2 separate regions of the Rattus norvegicus genome follow, and region 1 is linked to region 2. Evidence: chromatin contacts called from public Hi-C data. All regions are on one chromosome and are shown on one strand. The core of a region is the stretch at or near the end of the contact, and the rest is flanking DNA. Distances in the headings are between cores, read along the strand shown. Region 1 holds the start of Art3 (ADP-ribosyltransferase 3). Region 2 overlaps Art3 (ADP-ribosyltransferase 3).

Evidence for each region. Hi-C and Micro-C count contacts between places; a contact is called where the count stands out from the background.
Region 1: a contact with region 2 is called in a Hi-C map of liver, with 3 times the contacts expected there. The contact joins the promoter of Art3 here to the enhancer-like site in region 2. A contact is called at or near these places in 5 of 12 Hi-C or Micro-C datasets (the A7r5 cell line, the Rat2 cell line, hepatocytes and 1 more).

Annotation. Positions count from the first base shown.
Region 1 is chr14:16,000,888-16,007,574 of GRCr8, reverse strand. It overlaps Art3 (ADP-ribosyltransferase 3), which reads left to right and starts at 3,852. Exons shown (of 10, transcript NM_001012034.1): 1 at 3,852-3,940. Cxcl9 (C-X-C motif chemokine ligand 9) reads right to left here and starts at 409. Exons shown (of 4, transcript NM_145672.4): 1 at 255-409. The coding sequence starts at 315.
Region 2 is chr14:15,956,790-15,963,602 of GRCr8, reverse strand. All of the region lies in intron 1 of Art3 (ADP-ribosyltransferase 3), which reads left to right. Among named protein-coding and RNA genes, the nearest start is that of Cxcl11, 14 kb to the left of the region's middle. Within about 2 kb of position 3,627, at least 9 of the 93 cell types and tissues checked have an H3K27ac peak or open chromatin away from gene starts, as enhancers often do. A contact at or near this core is called in liver, where this site is marked.

The DNA.
Region 1 (6,687 bases), core at 2,603-5,102, 44 kb before region 2:
GCATCAGACTGCTTTGATGACAGAGCAATATAACTTTCTTTTTTTTCATTTTTCTTTTTTTCGGAGCTGGGGACCGAACTCAGGGCCTTGCGCTTGCTAGGCAAGCGCTCTACCACTGAGCTAAATCCCCAACCCCCGCAGTATAACTTTTGATTGCATGCAAGACATTCGGTTCTATCTGTTGGCCTGAGAAGACTCATGCAGTGATGCAGAGCCCAGAATTTAGTAACTTAACTCATTGTAAAAGTCCTTACCTCGAACTCCACAGTGATCCAGGAAGATGATGCCCATGAGGAATAGAGCAACGGACTTCATGGCAGAGCCGAGCTCTATTAAGTCACCGTGCTGGAGTCAAGGCTGAGAATGTCTTCAGAGAACATGTTCTTGGTGGTCATATTTATTTAGGAAATCCCTTTTCCTTCCCGTCTCTGATTGGCTGGTCTCCTCAGCTGACCTAGAAGAACTAAATTAACCCGCAAACTTGATTGTCCTGGGGAAAACCCTGCTCTCAGATCCCAGGGAATTTCTGCACGTTCTACTCCCATTTCACATAAACGAGTGGTTTAGAGTAAGGGATGCGAAACCACCACAGCACCCTCTTTCAGCACAGGCCAACTTGCTACCTGGATGCAGAATAGATTATACGATGAGTTTATTAATGCCCTATGACGAAGGTTGGAGATGTGCTTCCCTCCTGGGAAGTGATCCTCTCTACACAATACATTAATATTTTCCCGTGACAATAAGCTTCTTAATTTGTGAGGGGTAAATCCATTTTGTGTGGCTGTTGCTGCAAGTCGCCGTCACCGTAATTGATTAGTGGCATAAGCCACAGCTGTTCTGTTCCCTGCCACCCTTTCCAAGTGTTTCGCAAACCGTCTGTGCCACTCACAGTGTGACTGTAAAACAAGAAAGCAAACATTCCCGAGTTTAAAGAAGCTACGTGTGTTAAATGACATTCAATAGCAAAGAGTTTAAAAAGCAGAGTAGCTGTTAAAAAAAATGCTCTCATTGTTCTAAATTCTTGTAGATGTTGAGACTAAAACAAGAGTCAGTATTGCAGCAAGAGAAATGCTTCCTCGGAGAATAGTGCTTGGACAGGATGCAAGCTAGATGAAAGAAACAGATATAAAACGACAAAGGACAAAGGAACAGAGCCAACAACCTCCCTTTCAAAATAGGATCTGAGAAAAAGGAACAAATGAAAACAAAAGTGCATTATATGTGTTTGGTGCTATATATAGTCCTGTGATACATCGAGGCCAGACAATAGTGCCTTAGGACATCATGGAGATATTGCAAGGGTCTGACCAAATGCTGGACACGACTGGCAAAAAGTATTAAATAAAACAAAGTATTTTTTTTTTTTGCTCTACCTCACACAATTGTTAATTAAGGCAGGACTGGTAAAAACTATTAGAATTCTTTGGCTTTATTTCACAAAATCATTGAGTGCACTCATTAGTGGAAGGGAAAGTTAATAGCTAAGAGATGCTATTGTTCTGTAATTGACTGCATACGTGTCCAGACTTCGACCGTCTCCACAAAGACTTTCTATTCTTTCTTTACCTCCTCTAGAGGTGGCTGGACCAGGGTTTCATAGAAACAGCTTGCGCATCTTCCTTTTAAATGTTTATCTGGACAAAATGAACAACTATCACGTAAATTACTTTTCCTCTCCTCTCTGTTAGGCAGCAGCTTTCGGCCCTCTTTATCCCTCCTCCCCGCTGGAGTTTGACTGAATTGAAGGCAGTTTTCGAGAGTCCTCAGGTAGCAGGCAATGCTACAACCCAAGGTATACCCTAACCTTGGTAAGATCAAAACTAAAAATATTCCCCAAATCAAGGTAAAAGACATCTGAACAATCTTTACCAACTTCTTCCTTACATACTCCCTTTCCCTATGGAAAATCATATGGAACCTAACTAAAGTTTAAAATAAAGAAACCAAAATCAAAAGTAAATTTCTCCCTAAAGAGAGAGAAATGGAAATATGCAAAATATATACTACATTATTGTAATAGATAAATATATTCTATGTATTATTATTTTTTTAAGATTTATTTGTTTGTTTTATGTAAGTACACGGTACGCTGTCACTGTCTTCAGACACACCAGAAGAGGGCATCAGATCTCATTACAGATGGTTGTGAGCCACCATGTGGTTGCTGGGAATTGAACTCAGGGCCTCTGGAAGAGCAGTCAGCGCTCTTAACCGCTGAGCCATCTCTCCAGCCCGTATTATTATAATATATGCTAAGAAATAAACTTTATAGGGTAAGGCTGAACCTCAGTTGGGCATTAATCATTGTAATACAGTTTGTTTTTTCTTTTGAAGATAAGGTCAAGGTCTCACTGTGTATAGCAGGCTGACTTTGAACAGGCCATTCTCCTGCCTCAGCCTGTGAGTATTGGGTTTGTAGATCTGCATCCTGTGCCCCACTAATGTCTAAGAGGTTGTTGTTGTTGTTGTTTAGCCTTCCCAGACTGATGGCTGTCCTTGGAGCAATAATCTTCCCGTATCCCTAAGGAATGCATGTTTTAGAATATGGGGATAATTACATTCATCTTTTATGTTACGCAATCCATGCTTTTTAATGGTTTATCTCTAGATTAATAACATATAAATAAAATGTTACGGAAATCAGTTTGAAAAGCAAAACTTATGGTGACTTTTGATAAGTTTAGTCATCAGATTTAGTCCAGTTCTGCCAGCCTTGGATCTCTCTAGACAATAAATCCCAGTTTCACAAGTGGTTGTTAAGATTAATAGCAAGAGTAGACTGCCAGTGGGTAGTGGTCTATCAGAGACTTGTAACTAGCCGAAGGGCAGAGAATTACTGAGTATTCCGACCCTCAGCAGTACACCTGTCACCACTGTCCCCGGGTTCCGGGACCATCCCAGAGAAGGGGCTAGAAGGAGCCAGAGGTTGGGGAGGAGTACTGAGATAGTGTTCTGGACTGGTCGGCCCATTGCATTGCAACTGTTTAGGACACACAGAGCATCGGTCATCGTTTCATCATACCTAGGGGAGGGGCTCATGAGGCTCCACCCTTAATTAATGTTTATGCGCCAAAAAAGAAAACAAGGGTTCAGAGTAGGAGGGGCATTTCTGGGAAGAAGACCATTTCCATCAGGAGTGAGGGATGAGAGAGGGGAGTGGGGAGTGGAACTGCCTAAAATTCAGTATGTGCATGTCAGAAATTGTCGACGTGTGCATATGCCCCGACAGAGCATACGCCCTGTTGCAAGTAGCATCGAGCCAGTCAGAGCCGATGGAGACTTCTTAGAGCGAAGGCTCAGCATGGGCTGTCTGGTTTACGTTCTCGGCCTCTTGCATCACTCTTTCTTCTCACTTTCTGATTCACTGCTCGTGTCTCTTTCGTGTCTGTAATGTGACCACTGGGCATGCTTAGGCTGCATGCAGCATGGTAATTTATCCTCTTCAGCGCCCCAGCTTTGGGGAGTCTTCTCTTAGCTCCACAAGCCGTCAGTCCTCTCTGCTGCAGGTGCTCCCGACACGTCAAGGCTCATCCTCACAGATCGGATATAGTTAGATGGTCTGGGATACTCTAGTCTCGCCTTCTATTACAGGAGGGTTTTTAAAGACCCACGTTTGAACCTGGTGGTAACCCAGCACCGATCCTGGAACAGTGTTCTTCAAGTACAGTAAATACTCGGTATAAGTGTTCGCAAGTGACAAACAGGGACCAGAACTCAGCTGGGCAGATCTGGCATCAGCCACAGGGTTGAAATCTTGAGCCATTGATTCTGTGACCTCTTCTAGTTGGGCTATGCACAGTGCGCATGCCCAGCCGGTTTGCTTCCAGAACTTTCCTCCACCCGGAGCTCAACGCTCACTCTACGTGTGTAGCTAGCTGCTGCGGCTGCCTGCACCGATCTGATCGGCTGAAGAAAAGAAGCACTTTAGGGAGGAAAGGTAATATGTGCCCTGGGGCTCTACTCTCTGTCCCCACTGTCCCTCTGCCTCCTATCCTGAGGAAGCCATTTTCCCTAGGTAGCAGAGTGGAGACTTAGCGACCCTGGGCATGCCGGGAGGGAGCGGTGTGCGGCTTTCATAGGAGATTTGGCAAGTGTGGGAGGCACCAATGCCTCTAGAAGCCCAGCTCATGGTGTGGAGGCTACAGGGCTCAGGAATATCTCTCGAGGGCGGCTGAGATGACCCAGAGGAAGAAGGCCCATTGGGTAGGAGCTGGTGTTGAGGTTGGCCAGAGCCTCCAGATGCTGAACCCCTTAACCCAGGATGTCCTGAGCTGCTGAACCCCAGAGCCCTGGAGGCCCTGAATCCCTGAACCCCAGAGCCTAGGCTTCCTACCTACAAGGGCTCCTTCCTCCCCTGACAGCGGAAATATCTTTCCAGGGTAAAAGGCTTCTCGGATCAACCTGGGTCTTTAGGCAAGATGACTAGAGATAGACCATTTGGGGTCAGGCATTGTAAGACATTTGCTTTCCAGACTCCATTCTTGGCAAGTTTCATGCCAGCTTGCAGAAGTGCGGTAGAGACTGGAGAGAAAGAAAAAAGTGAAAAATCCCACAGAGGCCGAGTTTATGGATAGAAAGCTTTTTAGGAGAAAACGAAACTTGCTAAGTAAGACAGGATGTTGCTGGAGTTTCTCACAGGCCTGGGAAGAAAGCCAAGGATTATCAAGACTGTTGAAATCAACAGACAATTTGTAATTCCTCTTAGGACAACAACCACCACCCCCCCCACAAAATCCCTCTTTTTTTTTCCCCTTGAAAAATTCCAAGTCAACTGTCCCTGAGGAACTCAATGATGAAATCACCAGAGGCAGGCACAGCGGGCTTGTTGGCCCTCACACGTGGTATCTGGCCTCCTTTCCAACTGTTTTATTTTGAAATTGTGTAGATCTATTTAAATAGATTAACAGCCTGAACGTGTAGTAAAGACAGGAGGCCTCCTTTTGCTTTTCAGAGGGGAGGTTTCTCTCAAACTGAAACTCGTTTTCATTTTAATGCTCATTTTAATTTCTCAATGGAGTCCCCTCTTTCTACCAGTCTCTCCTAATAGTCAAGGACCTTAACTAAAAAAAAAAACAAAAACAAAAAAAAAAACCAATGCATTTCTTGAAAGACCCGAGCTGTGAGTTGGCATTCTGAATTTCCTTTTTCCTCAGGGAGTTATTTCTTCCTTTAAGAAAAAAGTTAAAAAAAAAAAAAAACAACCAACCAAACAAACAAAAACCTCTTCGCTAACCAACCATACATACTTTTGTTTATCTCAGACCACCAAGAAAAAGGAACAAATTCCTTTTCCACTAATCTCATTATCTTGGCTTCTTGGTTTGTGTCTAATAAAAGTCCCGGGACTGGTTAATCAGTAAATAGATAGTTCTGAGAGATAACATCTGGACAAGGACAGATGTAGTCTAGTGCTGGCAACAGCACTACTGTTTTGTCCTGTGACTTTTGGCGAGCCAGTCTGCAGTCTGATGGCGTAAAATCATAATAATTACAATTGCTCAAAAGCTGCTTCCAAGACGGAAGAAAGTTATCCCAGAAGGGGAGAAAGTATTTTTTCCGTTTTAAATATTTATATTTGTTTTTTTAAAAATTTACTTTAAAATGACTATAAAAAATAACTGTGCAAAGGGCCGGGACTCGGAAGTTTAGGAGCACTTGTTGCTCTTGCCAACGCAGGTCCAGTTCCCAGCACCCATGTGGCAGCTAACAATGGGCTGCAACTCCATTTCCAGAGGCTTTGTGACACCCCTTTGGGCTCCACAATGCTGCATGTGTGTGGTGCACAGACATACCTGTACACAGAACACTCATACACATAAAACTGCATAGGTCTAAAAAAAACCAAACAAACCAAAGCAAAGCAAACAAAACAATCGAACAACCAAAAAAACCCAAAAATCCCTATAAGGAAAAAAGCTCCGTGTTATTAATTAATTTACCTTTTCCTTTTTTTTTTTTTTTTTTGTTTTTTTTTTGAGGCTCAGGCTGATCTTTTTTCTTTCTTTCTTTCTTTTTTTTTTTTTTTTTTTTTCTGTGTAACTAGTCCTGGGAGTACAGATGTGTGTGTCTCTCCAGGCTGGGAAATTTCCACATTCACAAACACTTTGCTGACTGTTCTATCAGTCACTCCCGTTCATGCATCAAACTTTTCTGATTCTAGATTCTAAGGACACCAATATTTTTGCCCTCAGAGAGTTTATAATTTATCCGGGGGCAAATCAGCATAGAACAAATAACTACCACAGGGAGAGAAATGTTTCACAGAAGGAAAGCACACAGTTACTGGGTGCAGGGAAATCTCCATCTGCCTCCAAGTGTTTCAGACAGCAGCCTGAGTCAGATCGGAAGGGGAAACCGGAGTTACTACTTCCTGCAAGAAGGGGATGTGAGAAGGCTGCAGAGGCTGCAGGGGCTGGGCGAGGGTAGAAGACAGCGAGGAAGGAGTTGCTGAGGACTGAGGCTAGGAATATAGTAGGCCATGAAGGGTGAGCAGTGTTGGGAACCTCACACAGGCTCACAACACACCCCCTACCTATGTGTATATCTTTGTCACTGAGCAACACTTGTTAATTTTATTTATTCAGAACTTTTTTTTTTCTTTTCTTTTTTTCGGAGCTGGGGACTGAACCCAGGGTCTTGCGCTTGCTAGGCAAGCGCTCTACCACTGAGCTAAATCCTCAACCC
Region 2 (6,813 bases), core at 2,378-4,877:
AGGGGACCTGGCATATCATGACCCTAGTGCTGGAGCAGTACTGATGAGTCAATCCCTGAGCTCATCGGCTGGCCAGTCCAGGTAAATTGATGAGCTGCTGACCAGATTCAGTGGGAACTCTTGTCTCAGAAAGCGAGATGGAGAGTGAAGACACTAGACATCACACAAGTGCTCACACATCCACACTTGCATTCATCCACCACGGAAACGCCTGCAGCATGCACACAAAAGATAATAAGATAATTTGTACTCTTAAAGAGTAAAAGGAAGAGAAGGAAGGAAGACAGGCAGACAGACAGACAGGGCCATAGAGTTGGCTCAGTGGGTAAAGCAGTTGGCCTGAGTTTGGATCTCAAGAGCACGAAGCCAGAGGAAGTAGGTGGTCCTTTGTAACCTGAGTGCTCCCACGTCGAGATTAGAGGCAGAGGGAGGAGAATCCCGATTCTCACAAACCAGCTAGTCCAGACTACACACTGTGAACAGCAAGACGTCCTGTTCAAACACAGTGGAGAGCAAGGAGCAGCCCTCGGGGCTGTCCTCCATGTGTGTGCTGTGGCATATGTGTGCCTACACTGACATGAACACGCCTTTGCATGTGTTTATTATTACATACACACCAGGTGCATGCAGACTAAAATGTAGAAATGATGCTTCTAAAGAGTATCAAACAGTGTTTTAGAATGTCCTCCCAGAATACGCTTGTTTTTAACAAGAGAATTATGAAATGACGTTTTCTTCTAAGTGTTGTATCGAGCGCTGTGACTTTGAATGACTTACTGATAACACTTTGATCACCTTATTAAGTTCATATCTGTCGGGAAGGATTGTTACACCGAGGAGTCCTGGATCAGATCCTAGTGGCACTGCTGTTCATTCCCTGCTCTGGGGAATTGCATCATGGTTACAAATGATGTTACCATTAAGGGAGGAAGTGAGGGGAGTTAGCTCAAAAAGTTTCAAAATTAGATAGCATAGTGCTTGTGATGACCACTAGTTTAAACCTAGAAACCATTGCAAGGACTTTATATGGTGCCTAATGATTGGAATCTGTGGAAATGGGGTCAGACAGCTCTGAAAGGGTGATCCAAAGACATTCACACTGTGCATGACTTTATAGGAAAGGGGTGCCGAGGTTAAAGGGAATTCTACAAGTTACCTGAAATAAAGGCGGTCAGTGCAGAAACGCTCTCCTGACTGGGAGCTGTGGATCACCAAGCTCGTGTGACTGGTTGCTAGAACCATTCCCAGGTGTTAAGCCAGGGTCCTGTGTGGCAGCCGCTCAGCCATGAGCTCTGTGAAGATGTTTGTGGCTAGGCATGCCTTGGTGCCCAGGTCGAAAGTCAGCACCTTTGTGTCATTTTCTTTTCGAAGGTTTTGCTAATTATTTTTTTACGTGTATGAGTATTTTGCCTGCATGTGTGTCTGTGCACCAAGTGCATGTCCTATGCCTAGAGTCCAGGAGCAGGCATAGAGACAGTTGTGAGCCGCCATGTTGGTGCTGGGAGTCAAACCAAGGTGCTCTGCGAGAACAGTAGTGCTTTCCACAGCTGGGCCATCTGTCTAGGCCCCCATATCACTTCCTTATGTCCACATTAAGAGTTCACTTTCGGGGTTGGGGATTTAGCTCAGTGGTAGAGCGCTTGCCTAGCAAGCGCAAGGCCCTGGGTTCGGTCCCCAGCCCCGAAAGAAAGAAAAAGAAAAAAAGAAAAAGAAAAAAAGAAAAAGAAAAAAAGAGTTCACTTTCCCAGGCACAGAGGCCCCCGTTCTGGTCCTCTGATGCCCTTCCCTGCACTTCAGTTTGAAATGTTCCCAAACCACTTTCTTTTAGCCAGACATTTCCTCTCCTCTTCACATTTACTTTGTGCCCAATATATGCTCACCTCTCCCTCTCCCTCTCCCTCTCCCTCTCCCTCTCCCTCTCCCTCTCCCTCTCCCTCTCCCTCTCCCTCTCCCTCTCTCACATCCATAGTACAGTGAGGGGACCCACTGTCCCTACTTGATGTGTGTGTGTACAGGAGAAAGACCCATGTACAACGCCGCACATGGCTAGAAAACAGCTGGGCTGGAATCTGCACTTGGCCATTTTTGTTTTTTGTTTTTTGTTTGTTTCAGTTTAGTGCTCCAGCTGCTTAGTTTTAAAACACACACAGCGAAACAGGGACATAATAGTAAGGCATAGAGTTGATATACTCTAAAACATTTGAAAATACAGTAAAATCAACACTTGCTGTCACTTTTAAGAGAGCTTCGATGTCCCTGAATGCCTTTTGTCACGTGCGTGTGTATGGTCTAGCTAGTGTGTTACTCTAAGAATTAGGTAGATGGAAAGTTGGTAGAATGCATACATTAGCACTTAGAGACTTGATAACCGTCACAATTTTAGGAATCAGTCACTGCGGATTCATGCATAGGCTCAGACATATTCATCTCGATCTTTCTGTTTTCTTGGGGCAAAAATACCCTAATCACTTAGAAGGTGAGAAAAGTAAAAGAGATTTCCCATCTATTTATACGCAGAGCAGAGCGCGGGACAGTCCCGGCCACTGCAGAACCCGTATGTTGCTATAGTTACGGCTTTTTCTCCCTGGGTGTTGAGTTAAATTTTTAAAGAGAAGCGACTTGTGGCTTTGCTTTGTTTTTTGTTGTTTTTGTGTGTTTTTAGTTTGTGGAGAGGGTGGGGTATCGTAGCACACACTTGCTTAAGAAGTAACAGAGGTCCTGGCTCTTTTAGTTTGATCCTTCCGTCCCCTCCTCCTTTCTCTCTTTTTCTTATCATAGTCCTGACTGTGCCTCATACTCATAATCCTCCTGCCTCAGCCTCCGTGGCTGTCCTGGCATTCACCAGGCTGGCCTCGAACTCACAGAGACTTGCTGAATGTTGGGATTAACATGCAACCCCACTCCTGGTCTGCAGTTTTGTTGTTGTTTCTTAACACCTACAAATGTTTTTAAGGTTGTTTCTTGGCCTTAACATTAAAAGAGTATCACCTGAGCCTTTCTTGTATTTTCTAAGTACAAACCTGGAAGTGGCTTTTTGTCTATCTGTTCTCAGTTTGCTTTCCCATGTGCAGAGATCTCAGAAGAAAAAGATGTGCCATCCTTTGTCTACCACTGAGCTGTCTAACTGTGTGTTCAGGCCGCTTCAGATTGTATGGGCAGCTAAGTCAAAGAACTAAGTGACTTAACAACGTAGAAAAGGAAATAGCAACGTTGAGTAGTTAAGGGTTGAAGTTTAGTTCAGAGAAAACACAGGCGATTGCGTAAGACTCAGCTCTGAAGTTTGCACTTGCTTGACAAAGAAATGAGGCCTACAGAGCTAATTAGATACATCTCACTAGCACAAAAGGGCGGAGGGACTGTGGGTGCAGTCAGGTGCAAGAAATCTTAAGTTGGGAGTCAGTCCTTAAGGAATTAGAACTTGGTTTCCTATAGATGCTAAAATGGTGACAGTTCACTTTGTGAGGTCCTTTAAATCAGGAGCCAAGTCTGTTGTCAGTCTTCCCCCTCATTTACCCTGTGTGAAATAAAATGGAAAAGGGAGGCAAAGAAGGAGGGGGGAGAGGGAGGGGCAGGGAGAGGGGAAAGGGGGGGGGCAGGCAAGTATTGGTCCTAAGCCAGTGCTCCCAGACCCAGGCTGGTCACCGTCTGCCACCCTCACACACAGGGATTGTCCCTGCCTGCTAGATTTACTTCCTCTCTTCTAAAAGTTAAGGTTTCCTGTTTCAGAGGGGAACACAGTTCTAAAAAGCAGTAAGTTATCTTTAGTTTTCTTTTAAGTTTGGCCGACGTTCCCACAAGTTACTTCTTGGGGGTTTCCAGCTTTGGGGACAGAGGCAGTAATTGCCCATTTGATTACAACACCACCGAAGTGCAGGGAAGAGCTCAGTCTTTCCTTCAGGCTGTGCAATGGTTCACTTATTTAATAGTGCCTTAAAGAAGACAGGGTGCTGGCTGAAAGGGAAAGCTTCTTTCTTTGCCTGGTCAGCTCTTATCTAGAAGGTACCTAGGATAAATTAGGTCCTGCCTCCCCCTGGCTTTGTCCTCGGTCCCTGTCGTTTTCAGACATCTTACAGCTGAACACAAGTTGCCATTTCTTGTTTTCCACCCCATTTTGTACTCTATGGAGAAAGAAATGGTTTTTCAGATAAAAATGGTAAAAGTGGAACCCGATACTGTCATTCACTCCTTCAATCCTAGCACTCTCTGAACTTGAGGCTAGCCTGGTCTAAAGAGTAAGTTCCAGGACAGCCAGGGCTATACAGAAAAACGATGTCTTAAAAACGAACAAACAAAAAGCAAGAAAAAGGCTGAACTGAAGAAGACAACAGAAGAGACTGTGGGGATCAAAGAGGAAGGAACCGGCTTGCTTCAGTCTGTGGCCCTGATAGCGCAGGCTTGTGGGGAACCTGCCTCCACATTCTTCCAGTTCGTCCTTCCTTGAGGCATGCGTGGTTATAACTCACCTCTTTCCACGAGATATGGAAGTCTTCATGTGCACAGCGAACCCCGTTGTACATCCATCCACATTTTCCTGTGAGAGACCCACTGGAAGAGCGGTTCAGAATTTCTCTGTGAACTAAGGACTTTCCAGCTCTTCATGGTATGCATATTGTAACTTACAGCCACATGCGGTGGATGGACAAGGGCTTACGGACCTGAGGCTTACCTGGAAGATAGTGTCTAGCAGGGAAGCCTGGACTTCCTGTGGTAGGCCACGCCCAGATGGCATTCCAAAAACCGCATAAACGACCCAGGAAGCCCTGGCAGGAACAGGCCTCGGCATCTGACACCTCCTGCACTCCACTCACTGCCTGGCCTGCCCACAGCACTGAATAAAAGAACCATAGTATCCTAGGCACGGTGAAGCAGGAGGAGTTTCAAACAAACAAACAACAAACCCCAAACAGAAAAGAAGCTAGAAAGGAATCTCAGGTGGGGAAGGGCTTGCCTTGCATAAAGGAATCCCTGGGTTTGATCCACAGGACTGCATAAAGCAGGCTCTGTGGCACATGCCTGCAATCCCAACACTGGAGAGGCAGAGGCTGTGGCAGGGGCAGGGGCAGGGGCAGGGGCAGCGGCAGGGCAGAGATGCAGAGGAGGTGAGAATGAGAAATTCAAGCACATCCTGAGCTATAAGACAAATTGGAAGTCAGCTTGGGCTACAAGAGACTCTCAAAAAAACAAAAACAAAGCAAACAAACAACAACAAAAACATTAGCTACCTGGGTATTTTGAAACTTTCTGAGTCAGGTGGTAGCTCACGCCTACAATCCCAGTACTTGAGTTTAGCTGGAGACTGCCCCAAGAGGCCAACCTGATCTACATAGCAAATTTCACACCAGCCAGGACTACAGAGACCCTATCTCAACAAACCAAAGGAAAAAAATCTGTCCCGGAGCCACATTTGAAGGAGGAGGAAAAGGAAGAGGAGAAAGAGGAGGAAAGAAGTGAAATTAGTATTACTAATTTTCTTATTTAAACCATTGAATCTAAAGGGCACATACGTTCTTACTGTGTTTGAAATCCTTCAAGATTTTATACTGACAGCTCTTAGCATTTGCATACCAAACTTTCTTTTCTTCTTCTTCTTTTTTTTTTTTTTTTTTTTCCGGAGCTGGGGACCGAACCCAGGGCCTTGCGCTTGCTAGGCAAGCACTCTACCACTGAGCTAAATCCCCAATTCCCATACCAAACTTTCATCACAGATAATTGATCTATATTTAGACTTCATGAAATGTCAAGTTCAAAAATAGATGCAGATACTTCTGTTGTTCCAAGCCTCGAGAGGTTCCCAGTAAACCAATCACAGCACTAAAAATTAAATAAAACTAAAGGTCCTGAAACCTTTCAATTTCCTCTTCACCAGGTCCCATCAGAGTCCTCTCAGTAGGTGTGTGGTGACTGGGAGCTGGAGAGGTAGTTACAGATCTCCTCTGGATGGAAGTAATTTTCCTCCATGAAACCTCAGCTCCCTCTCTCCCTCCCTCCCTCCCGCCCTCCCTCCATTTGCTTAGATCAGGCCCTTTGGGAAACCTCACTTGACCCACTCTATTTAATACAAAATGCCCTCAGTCCCTACACTGCATACTTCTAATCCTGCTCATTCCACAGTGCTTTTTCTTTATCTCCCCGCTAACTCACTATCTGATTGACTGCTTCCCCTTAGCTCCCTGGAGCAATATATGTTTCATTTACTGCTACCTCAGCATTCGTGGCTCAGGAATTGGGGATCTGGCTTACTGGTGGAGTGTTTGCTGGCCTTGGGTATGTTCTCCAGCACTAAAACACTGTGGGTCAGGCGTACTGGATTAGCCATTATAAAGGCTTGTTAGGGTGTTAGTACGTACATGCTGCACTTGATAAAACCCAGAAAGATCTAAAAACATGGCTGACTGAAATTCTCTCACGTGCAGCTCAAATGTATTCTTTGTAGCTGGTGCTGGTTAAGCGGCAAGCAGTGGGCAAAGAAGTTGGAGAAATTATGATTTAGTTAGGAAGACAAGACTCGAAACTTAGAGTAAGGATGTGAAAAAGCTGAATTCAGTTTCAAAAACTAGAAACTGGACTTAAAATTTGTGCCACAGGTGTTCTGTTGAGTGGGGATTTCTCACTGAGGATTTCAGTTACATGCTTCTGTGTTGGCAACTGTTTGCCATAGAGACATGGAGAGAAGAAATAGGAAAGTAATGTACTATAGAACTCGTGCTTAAAAGTGTCTTTGAAACAAGCGACGTTAAGAAAGAAAATAAGTTCCACACATAAGATTGACTTAAATTTTGTAGTGATTCATGTATTGTCCAAGTTTTTGCTGGG